2 separate regions of the Oryzias latipes genome follow, and region 2 is linked to region 1. The links are chromatin contacts, called in public Hi-C maps. All regions are on one chromosome and are shown on one strand. The core of a region is the stretch at or near the end of the contact, and the rest is flanking DNA. Distances in the headings are between cores, read along the strand shown. Region 1 holds the start of c17h1orf35 (multiple myeloma tumor-associated protein 2). Region 2 holds the start of jmjd4 (jmjC domain-containing protein 4).

Region 1 (5,775 bases), core at 945-3,444:
ACCTCAAAAGCTAGAAAAGAAAATCCTCTGATCTTTTTGTTTTATCATGTCTGTTTTGTCAAATATTGTCAACAACAAAAAAAAAAAAGCCCCACAAACTCTACTTTACCTTTTCACCTTTCCTGAAATCACGCAGCACTTGAGCAGACGGAGGGAAATGAACGGGCGGACTTATATTGAGTCAGGATGGGAGGGTCACTGACAGGGTGGGGCTGCCTCTTCCACGTCAGCTTCAGCTTTCTGTTTCTTTTTTTTCCTATTGTAAACACTACAGCAACTGCGTAAAAAGCTGCTGCGTCAATGTTTTTAAATAGATATGCGGAACCTGCTCAGCAGGTAAAGCCCTTTTCATCATTAACATTAAAAAAAAAGACTTAAACTCTGCTTTAGTCCTTTAGTCATAAAACATCCTTTTAGTTTCCCGACAGAAACAGTTTAAACAAATGAAAGCACAGGTGCCCTACGTTTTACTGCAATTTGATTTATTCAAGCTTCAACAGTTCCAGTCGTGGACTGAAAAATAAAGAAATGTAGGTTTAAATCTAGTGTCAAATGACTCAATTGTGTTGTTTTCAGGTCACATTTAGCGAACCAAGTTTTTAACACAAGAGAAGCCCAGGAAAAAAAAATCCCAATAATTATTTATATATATTTAACCACAAAATACAGAATCTACAGTCGATGATCAATGGTTGCATCCAATTAAGATGAAAATATATATATATTTGGTGCATAGTTAAGACCTAGTTCTGCTCAAGACCATTTATTTCTCTAAACTTAAGTTGTCAATTAGAAAGATTAGCTTCTGATTTCCCTCAAACTGTTTTCCAAAAAAAAAAACCTTTCCTACTTAGAAGAGGCTGACAGGAAATGAGAAACATGTGAAGCTACGATCAGCACAGACTGACTCTCATGATGAACGCACAGAGAATCATGTGATCAGATTTACAACCAAATAAAAATCACGTGAAGCCTACAAAGCACTAGCGGCTCCGTGAACCAGAAAGGCTGAGCGTCACTGTCAAATTCTATTGGACATTTTTTTAATCTACATTTCAGTTTACATGACAGTTTGGTTAAACACTGTTAACACATAACTAGTGATTTAACCAAATCAAAACACAACTTTCATTAATTCAATGAGAACATTTTACGTAAAAAATTGACAGAAAATGTTTGTTTTTTATATAAAATTGATTAAAATGAGATGTTATCAATCAATGTTAAGTACATGTTCTAAGAGAAGATCAATTGATTATCCTTAAGAAAACACACAGAAAATACACATGTATTGCATTACAGATGTCCTGTTTACTTGAATGTAGATATTATTGTGGCAAAGTAATAAACTGATTTTATCTCTTGGGTTTGACGGTTTTCTGTTAATTTATTTCTTTAGTATCTCACTGGTTGGTTAAAAATATAATATGTTAAATGTCTGTTGTGTCAAACTGCACCAATGTTGTTTTGCTCCGAATAAATACCATTTAAAAATGCTCAACAGATTATCAGACTTTTCAGTAAACCAAAACCTAAAAAATTGGTTCCAACTTAAATGTTTTTTTTTGTTTTTTTTTTAATATTGCAAGGTATGTAACATCTCACAGATATAAGCTTATATTCTAATTCTTCAAAATGCACATTTTTAGTGACAAATGGTAGAAAATGCATTAATTTGCATGAATAAGCAAACTGGATATCTTATAAATATTTTTAAAAAAGAAGAAGAAAAAAGAAAGACAATTTTGTTAGTGATGTAATTTTTCTCCCAAATTACATTTTACAAAGGGTTTCCTAATTTAAGTTGACATTAAACAAAATAGATGATACTGGACGTTTTTATGCTACTATCAAAAGTTGTATCATCCATCTAGGATTTATATGCATCCTGAAATAAAATAAAACACCGGTTGACTTCTTGGGCACCATCTTTTCCTGTAGCTCCGTGACAACAAAGTGTCTCCAGGAATGAATAGTGGTTCCGACACAGAGATGGGAAAAAGAGAACAGAACAGCAGAAGGAGGAAAGGAAGTCAAAAATCCTCATTCCTACCTGAAAACAGTCTGATAAAATGTCTCATGTACATCGGGAGGCAGGTTTTTCTGATTCTGCAGACGGTCCTCGGAGCATTTTCTGCCTCCGCCGCCCTTTTCCTCACCGCGAGACGCCTACGTCATCACTACGTACCCAAACACGTTACGTCCGCGCGCGCCACTGGACGCGACCAAATGAAATAAACAAAAGGAGCAGGAAATGCTCGTTAGTCGGGAAAAAAGTTGTATTGCTTCTATTTGCAGTAGTCAGATCTTTATTGCTGAGGATTACAAATCTACCGTTTTAAATTTTTTACTTAAATAAAAAAATTGTTTGTTGGGTCTTTGCAACTTTAAGCTGCGCGCGCGAGAGTCCAGCTTTAACGCTCTGCTCTTTGTCGCGTTGTTGGGTTGTTTGTTTGTTTGGAAGTTGCTGTCGAAACAAACGCAGCCGTGTGGGTTTCTTTCGTGGAAACTGGGAATCTAAACTTCCTGGATGAGTCCACGCTAACGGCCCGCACCGACCACGCAGCTCTGCTAACCAACGTAGCTGCTAGCTAGCTAGCTAAGTGTTACTTTTCCCCCCCGAATCTCCACTTTTTTGCCCTTTTGAAGATGTTTGGTTCATCGAGATCCGGAGGCATCCGTGGAGGCCAAGACCAGTTCAACTGGGATGAAGTGAAGGTCGATAAACACAGAGAGAATTATCTCGGTAAGTCCATAACGTGCAGTCGATTACGCTATCAGCGCGTGCCACACATCCAGGAAAGATTAGCTCCAGATGCTTTTAAACCCCGTGTGGCCCCCCTAAAATTAGGTTGTTTTCCTACCTTTTGTTATTGAATTCCTCATTACACAAGGCTTGGCTTGATCTAATAGCTTGATATCAATCCCGATTAATCTCCGTAAAGAAAGCAAAAACGTGCTGTCAATGCCTCCTCTGGTCGACACGTTCGTTGTCTCTGTGCCCTCGCCGCTGCCAGCGGGTCAGCATGCCCAGAGAGAGCTACGTAGTGATCACCACAGTAGTCGGGACCGAGAAACATGTAACAAAAGCAAATCGACAAGCTCTCATAGCTGCTTAGATTTCTGAATGTTGTCTGTGTAAAATATGAGCTAAAACCACAACCTTTCAGGTGCAAAGTCAAACAGAAATGAGGCTCAAAACACCCACCCTTAACATGGCAGGAGACTGTTGCCTTATGTGTGGATTGCCTAAATACTTGGAATTAAAAAAACAGTCTAACAACAAGACTGCACTTGTCTATAATGAGATATTCTAAAAGACAAAGTTTACTCAGCTGGAGGAAGTTTAAAACATTGATCTGATATCAATTTTACAGCTTATATTGCACACTTGTATATACTGTTTGTTTGTTTGCTTGTTTGATTTTATTATATTACAATGTTATCTTTACTACTTTTCCCTTCCTTACTGTTCTTGCACTGATGGTGATGCTTAAATCTCATTGTACTATGCACAATGACAATAAAGCCATTCTATTCTATTCTATTCTATTCTAATTTGATTCTTACACTTGAACCTTTATGGGGGAAAATGCAAAAGGATACATCTACTGGAGAAGTCTGGACTGCTAATATTTTCATTTAAATGTGTGTAACCATGATCATCTTTAAAAGTCAAATAGATTTATTGAAATGATTATTTGGTGCAAAACATTAAAACATCTAGATAAAAGAAAAAGTCTAAATATAAAGTATAACAATCCTGCATAATACATTTTGTATTCTGAATTTGTGGCATTTGAAATGTAGAATTTAAAGAAGAACCTTTACCTAAATAGTTTGACCTCTTCTGCGTTTTTTCCAGGAAACTCCTTGATGGCTCCCGTAGGACGATGGCAGAAAGGGAAAGATCTGACCTGGTATGCAAAGGACAAGAAAGGTGGTGCTCCTTTGTCCAAAGAAGAGGAGCTTGCTGCAGTCAGAGCTGCAGAGGAGGAGGCACTGATGGCTGCCCTGTACGTGCGACTTCCCATAAGCCATTTCCTGTACCTTCTTGAAGATTAGGACACAAAAAGTGATGCTTTGCGTTTCTTGTTCTGAACTTAGAGGCCATAAGAATATAAAGAGACAACCAACAGGGCTTACTAAAGAGGTATGGATACGTTGCTGGTCAATATTGGAAAAATTGCTGTCAAGTCCTGTAAGTTGAATTTGATTTTTTTTTTCAGGATCTTGTAGAGGTATGCCGGAGAGAAGAGGTTGATGGTGAAGAGAAGGATGTGGATCGTATCTCAGGTTTAGGAAGCTCAAGGTGAGATTATCTTCTTGTCTGTGTCATAAAACAGATTTTTTTTATGCAAAATGTTTGCTTTAGGAAAATTTCAACTTTTCTTTTTCTTATTATAAATGCAATTTGCTTGAACAAATGTACAGAAGTTATGTTTAATTGTCCAAATGACAAATGGGAGTTTGTTAATAGTTTTTTTTTTTCTAGTTTATACACTAAAATGAGTCAAATGATTTGTTAATCAGGTTGCTGGTGAATAATATTCTTGGATATTTCATGACTTTTCTTTGCAGTTTTAGGTTTGGCAGAATTCAACCTTCTGTTCAGAGGAGATAAGGTGACTGGCTGTCTGTGGTTTGTTTAAGTTGACTCCATCTTTATTTCCCTCTAAAGTGCAGGGTCACGAAAAATGGTGCTGTCCCAAAAGGAAAAGGAGGCGGCTAAAATGGGTCTGCAAATTTTTACAGTAAGTCGTCTTTCTACATCATCCATACTGCCATTTGGAAACATTATTGTATTAAAACAGCATTTTTTAATTGTCAAAAATTAGTAGTAAATATGTGTTTGATTTTTAATTTTTTAACTATTGACTTTATTAGCATTAGTTATTTAGCAATATTGACGAGGGTTGAGTATGGCAAAAAGAATGAGTCGATTCAGGACTATATGATTAAATATGAATCACTTAAACTTACAAATTTGTTTTTTTTATATATATATTGTAATTTTTTTATACTTAACCCTAAGAAATACTCTAATCTAGAAAAATAAAATTCTTGCTGACGTTTCAGCATCATAAGACTGAAGGAGGCCAAGAAACATCAGCAACAACAACACAGAGTTCAGTGAAACAAGAAACTGAAGTCCGGTGAGAAAAGCGTTTATTTAATGACCTTTACAATGTACAGTCTCTTATCCAACGGTATGTAAGGGGAGGAGTAAATGAATAAAAATCTACTTACTGTGTCTTTAATATTTAGACGTGAAAGTAAAAAGAAGAAAAAAGAGAAAAAGAGCAAAAAGGCAAAAAAGGAGAAGAAGAAGAAGAAAAGACAAAGACAGGATTCTTCCTCTTCAGAGTCAAACGACGACTGCAAAAGGTTTGTCAAAGTCTTCATTCAAAACTGTAGAATTTTAAAAAAATGTCATAAAAATGAGTTTATAACAGGGACAGATTTTCACTGAAGACACCATGACTACATTTCCATTTGCACACTTCTATGTATATCTATCTACCTGACAACAAAGTGTGTTATACAAGTCAAAAATAGGCGCTAACACGTTTTTAAGAATACAATCTTTAAAAAGGAGAACAGCATTCTTTCAGCTGTAAATATTAGCATTTCAACGCACAATACTTATATATTCAATCCAATGAAAATGATGTTTTCGGTGTTTTTAACATGTTCTTGTAGCATTTTTCTCATGATGGAGGACATATAGAAAGAAAATTTATCTTAAAGCTTGGAGAAAGCTTGTAGTTTGAT
Region 2 (5,775 bases), core at 966-3,465, 160 kb after region 1:
TCCCAGTTGTGAGGTTCTAGCTGGAAAGGTGCAGTAAAGTCTGACCAAATAACTCACCCTGTCGCTTTTCCTCTCTTAAAACCAGATTGGTCGCTGGTTTGTGGTCTCACCAAATAACATTTTAAACATACGGCATCAAAAAAAAAGGAAAATCAAATTGTGGGTTTGGAAAAAACAGAGTTTGGGCGAACCAAAGAGATTATTTACAATAACAACCAAGGACACTTTCATTTGTTACCTGATGCTGCTGTACATTGTGGACCCATCGAGAACTGTCTTACCTGCTTGAGTTCTTGGGCCTCAGCCTGACTCACAGATGGCTGGAGAACATGCACCTGCAATTGGGACAGCTCTCCTGCTGGGACCTCCACTGGGACCTCAGTCTCTTGGCACCTCTGCAGAAAAACTGACTCCATGGGTGGAGGTGATGAAGAAAATGCAGAGTGCATGTGTTGTTTGTGAGGAAACCAGACATTCAACTCAACAAGTGAGGCAATTGGGCTGAAGTGAATCATCTAAACACGTTTAAAGAAAAACACTAACAAAGATGACGAAATGTTTTTACATGTGGCAGCACCTTTGCAGTTTAAAAAAAAAGAAAAAAAAAGAAAAGATCTCTGCTGCCACCTAGTGGTCAAGATATCCACAGCTTTAGACTTTAGAATAAAAAAATAAAAAATCTCTGCTGCCACCTAGTGGTCAAAATATCCACAGCTTTAGACTTTACGATAAAAAAGTGCCTTACCGTCATTCAAGCTTGTCCCTTCTTTATCGCATGGAGATGACAGAGGAGTTGCTTTGAATGATGTGTATTCTTTTGTGAATTCAACCTTTTTCTTGTACTGCATCTCCAACACGGACATTGCTTCTGGCATTTTAGCAGAAAGGAACCGGTGACATATATCTGGTTTTCCGATGAACCGTTGTCGAACAGTAATCTCATATGGACTGTACACCTTGATTTCATCAACTTCGTTCCGTTCATATCGGTGAAGGAGGTGGCAGTTGGTGTCCCGTACCTCCATGGAGGACACCAGCACCAGCAAACATCCAGGTTTGAAGTCCGAATCTCCGCCTCTGGACACCACTGCCGGGATGCTCGCGATCACCTTGTTCTTGGTCGACGTCCCGCTTGAGGACGCCACAGCTGCTGCTCTTGCAGCATCTTCAGCCTTGGCCTCCTGTGCGGCCTTCCAGGGAAGCTTTCCGAAAGGCCACCACGAGGGCACCTCGAGTTGTGAGAGGAGTCTGAAAGACAAGTCACGTTATATTCAAAGAAAACAAAACGTGCTTGCAAAAATAAATAAATAAATCACTTCACAAGGGAAGAAAACAAATCAATAAAACAGATGTTTTGAATTAATTACTTATCAGCCACTCCTAAGTCCGAGTCAATCTTCTCCAGCCCCTGCATCATGCTGTCAAACTGCTCTCCCTGATGGCTGAGGACTTGACCCGTGTCCTCCAGTCTTCTTTGAGCCCCGGCCATCAGACTGATGAGCTCTCTGCCTTTAGTGGGATGGGGTTCAGCCCCTTGGCTCTCAGAGCCAGGCGACAGCAGGCGCTCCCTCCAGAAATGCACCAACACGTTATAGACTACAACCCTGTTGGGCTGTAGGGAACCAAACCAGTGCTTGGTGTTGCCTTCCTCCAGCACTGTAAGGGTGCTGAAGATGAAGCTGGAAGATTCCATCTTGATTTCCGTGATCCGGGACAGACGGAAACTAGCCAGATTCTCCCCGTTCTGGCTGGAGACGAAGCGCACCGTGGTTCTGGTGAGGGACAGGGTGCCGGTCTCCCACCTCTTCTCACTGTTGATGTAGTAGGAGCCAGGCCAGTTGTGGATGGGGAAATCTCGACTCATTTTAGTACAAAATTAAACTAAAAAAGAAAAAAAAATCCCAAATAAATTTACGACGTATGATAATCTAGTCAATCCACTTCAGTGGTTGGAGTGTAAACATCCTTCTTTCCGTGTGTAATCCCGTCAGAAGAGGACCTCAGATAACGCCTTAACTTAGTCGTCACGCACAGGGAAATAAACTATTCGAAAACAGCAATGTTTCAATGTTTTTTCATTTGCTAAATGTAAACCTTTTTACAAAATATCAACCGTAAACACTGGATGGGAACATGTGTTTTATTTCCTGCCCAGATCCTATTTGCTACGGAAGTGACGTCACGATCTAGCACGGCTGTGTTTATTGTCCGACTAGAAAATTGAACTCGCGCACGACAAGGCTATGGACACAATAATTGCTCAAAACAGGGCGCTAATTTGCGGTAAATGAACAGATGTTTGCGTCATAAGCATGACGGAAATGAAATAATCGATCTATTAGTGACGCAAGGAAACGCGGTAATTTTATGGCGACTTGTAATAATGGAAGACACGAGTGGAATAGCGTTTAGTAAAACCATTGATTATTTATTTTTTAGGTTTCACTTCACTGTGATTACATATTAGATTTCAAAACATATATTATATTTACTGATGACAACCCAGTCTTGATGCTTTATCTCAGTTCCATGCTCTAACATGCCAGCCGGGCTTGCTAACTAGCTAGCCGAGCTTTTGTTTACCATCATGGACAGAGAGGCGTACCGTTACTGCAGCAGCCTGGTCAGCATCCCCCGGCAGTCCTATGAGCAGTTCTGGTCCTCACACTTCGTAGACTACATCGATAAGGACATCAACTATTCGAAATTTTTAAAGAAATATTTACTGCCCAACCGGCCCTGCGTGTTTTCGAGAAAGTTCACAGACAACTGGAAGTGCAGACAGCAGTGGGTAACAGAGGAGGGGAAGCCGAGTTTTCAAAAATTGCTCCAAGACTTTGGTAAATTAATTAAGACTGTTGTTGTGATGACGTCATGAATATATAGTGTATGTCAGCTAATGCCTGTCTGTTTTGAAATATCAGATGAAACTCTAGTTCCTGTTGCAAACTGTAATGCAAAGGAATACAATGCAAACCCCAAACAAGTGATGCAGTTTAAAGAGTTTATACACTATTGGAAGGAATACGTCCAGAACGGTCACTCATCCCGGAAAGGATGTCTTTATCTGAAAGACTGGCACATGGCAAGGTATCCTGTGTCTCAGTTTTACATTGAGAATTGCTGATGTATGTGATTCTATACAAACGATCTGCATTAATCATTAAAAATGTCCAACAGAGACTTTCCTGAACATGGTGTTTATTCAACACCAGTATTCTTCTCCTCTGACTGGCTTAATGAATACTGGGATACACTTGAAGTAGATGACTATCGGTTCGTCTATATGGGCCCTAAAGGGTCGTGGTAGGAAGAAATCCAACAAAGTCTCAGTAGAATTTGCGTCAGTCAGGCGTGTTTTTCTTACGTTGAGTTTTGTTTTCACCAGGACCCCGTTCCACGCCGATGTGTTCCGCTCCTACAGCTGGTCTGCAAACATCTGCGGCAGAAAGAAGTGGCTCCTGTATCCTCCGGGTCAGGAGGACTTTTTACGAGACACGCACGGCAACTTACCCTATGACGTTACATCGGCTGAGCTCCGTGACAGCGGTCTTTTCCCGCGCTTTGAAGAAGCCTGCCAGCCTCTTGAAATCATTCAGGAGGCTGGGGAAATCATGTTTGTGCCAAGTGGCTGGCACCATCAAGTTTATAATCTGGTGAGGACTGTCAAATATATCAAACATTTTAAAATTTGAAATATTGTATTAAAGAGGGTTTATTTTTTGTGCATTCCTAAACAAGACAAGCCGTTATTTATCTCACGATGGGGACATTCTTTTGTCTGCAGCAGCAAACAAGACAACAAAATAACAAAAGTGACAATCAAATTAATCATCATGGTTACTGGTGTGTGGCAGCAAGGCTCAGCAGCTCTGCCTTTTCGTGTTCTTCTAAATGCAGGTTTGTTTGTTTTTTGTCCCAGGAGGACACCATCTCCATTAATCACAACTGGCTAAATGGCTGCAACATTGATATCATGTGGCAGTTCCTCCAGAAAGAGCTGTCCTCTGTTCAAAAAGAGATAGATGAGTGGAGAAATACAATGGACTCATGGCACCAGCACTGTCAGGTACTGTTCACAGCTTTTTTTTCCCTTTTTCTTTTGAGACATTCTGAGAAATGCAGCAATTTTACGATTGATTGTCCTTTTTTTCAGGTCATAATGAAAGCATGCTCAGGCATCGATTACATAGAATTTGCATCTTTCTTGAAAATCATTGCCGAAAACCGGATGGCCTTCCTGAATGCTTGCACCTCTGGTGATTCTTCCGACTATGCACGGCCCCTCTCGGAGACCCTGACCACACTTGGACCTTACCACGCTGCCTTTGACCTACAAAGAGTGGCTAACATCATCGAGTGCCTCCTGTGCAACGAGGATTTCAAACAGCTTGATCACTCAACACTGACTTTGCAGCCAGAAACCATGTTACAGCAAATCCAAGACACCATACAGTCCACAAGGGGGCAGCATCTCCTTTATCAGGAATAGTTGGCCCCCTGGTTTTAATATTATCTGGTATTTGCTTGAAAAATAAAAAAGGTGCCAATTTTTTTTGCTCCGAGGAATATTATTGAAGCTTGACATGATTTGCAGTCAACAATTTGGCTTCTGAATGTCTTTGTTTTTGCACTAAAGGTATAAAAATAAAAACAATAAACATTTTTTTTGTTACTATTACTTTATTATATAAGAAAAAAATCACTTTAAAGTTTGTCACAAACTCAGAAACTGCAAAGCTGTTTGATAAATAATGCAAATAACAAGAAAAACTTTCTCTAGTGCAGATAAAACAGTGTAACCTTAGGATTCGGTCAATGAGGAATCTGTCACATGTGATGGACGTCACATTTCAATAACCCCCCCCCTCTCAAATGACTTTCACATCTTTGGGCCACCAGTCTGGCACTGAGGCCTCAAGCGTCACGGTGCTGTCGTCCGAACATTTGAGCGTCAACATCTCTTTGGCGTGAGCTGTGCGGATTAGGCTCAGACCCAGTTCTCCAACCCCGGCGCGGTGCTTCCCAGCCGCCTTACCCGACTGCGTCTGGAGTAATGTTTCCCCCTGAAGGCCTTTAGGCGGAGATGACAGCCGCACTGGCATGAGGCGTTTCCGTACCACACCGGTGTGATGCGTTCTGGCTGTGAGCTCTTGGCCGATGTAACAGCCTTTGCTAAAGCTGATGCCCTGCATGAAGACGAGGTTCGACTCCAGTGGTAGTGCCACTCCAGGAGGAAGGTCTTTCACTCCCTCAGGAACGCCTGAGAAAAAATGACAGCCGATTCACATTACTGTTGTGAACTCTGATATCAAGACAGGATTCTTAATTTATTAAAACTTCACCAATCGTTTTTGTTCATACCTATTCTATAGCGATGTTTCTGGTACTCCTCTGTGTCGCCCTTTTCACAAGGTACAATGAGATCCAAGGGGTCTGTTTCCCTCTGTAACACCAGTCTCCAACCCATCTGAGAAGTTCGGGGATCAGCCTCCCATACCAGAGCTTTCTCAGGGGCAGAGAGTTCAGGTTGACCGGCCTCCTGGTCGGGACGGTTTTGCAGGGAAAGCACGGCCCACACAGAGAGCTCTGGACAGGGACTAATGCTGACCTTTCTCCTTATCTTATAAACTCTCAAATGTCTTAAAACCGAGTCGTGAACTGTTGTGTCACACTCCAGGAAAACACCCAGTCCTTCAGCTTCTTTCATTCTGAAGGAAAAATACAACCAGAACAAAAGTCTCACTAAATGGAACATTATCATTTGTAATCATC

The links. A called contact is a pair of places that touch in the nucleus more often than the background predicts.
Region 2: a contact with region 1 is called in a Hi-C map of embryo, with 2.1 times the contacts expected there. The contact joins the promoter of jmjd4 here to the promoter of c17h1orf35 in region 1. A contact is called at or near these places in 2 of 5 Hi-C or Micro-C datasets (embryo and fibroblasts).

What each region holds. Positions count from the first base shown.
Region 1 is chr17:27,889,673-27,895,447 of ASM223467v1, forward strand. It overlaps c17h1orf35 (multiple myeloma tumor-associated protein 2), which reads left to right and starts at 2,195. Exons shown (of 8, transcript XM_004079405.4): 1 at 2,195-2,746; 2 at 3,866-4,016; 3 at 4,108-4,153; 4 at 4,230-4,312; 5 at 4,682-4,754; 6 at 5,080-5,156; 7 at 5,269-5,388. The coding sequence starts at 2,650. LOC101175509 (guanylate kinase) reads right to left here and starts at 3,979. Exons shown (of 7, transcript XM_004079404.4): 1 at 3,832-3,979.
Region 2 is chr17:28,045,352-28,051,126 of ASM223467v1, forward strand. It overlaps jmjd4 (jmjC domain-containing protein 4), which reads left to right and starts at 2,216. Exons shown (of 6, transcript XM_004079409.3): 1 at 2,216-2,840; 2 at 2,925-3,090; 3 at 3,181-3,306; 4 at 3,389-3,656; 5 at 3,923-4,069; 6 at 4,157-4,654. The coding sequence starts at 2,588. The coding sequence ends at 4,492. snap47 (synaptosomal-associated protein 47) reads right to left here and starts at 2,707. Exons shown (of 5, transcript XM_020711165.1): 1 at 2,606-2,707; 2 at 1,368-1,881; 3 at 746-1,248; 4 at 282-406. The coding sequence starts at 1,864. iba57 (putative transferase CAF17, mitochondrial) reads right to left here. Exons shown (of 3, transcript XM_004079410.4): 2 at 5,365-5,711; 3 at 4,664-5,263. The coding sequence ends at 4,872.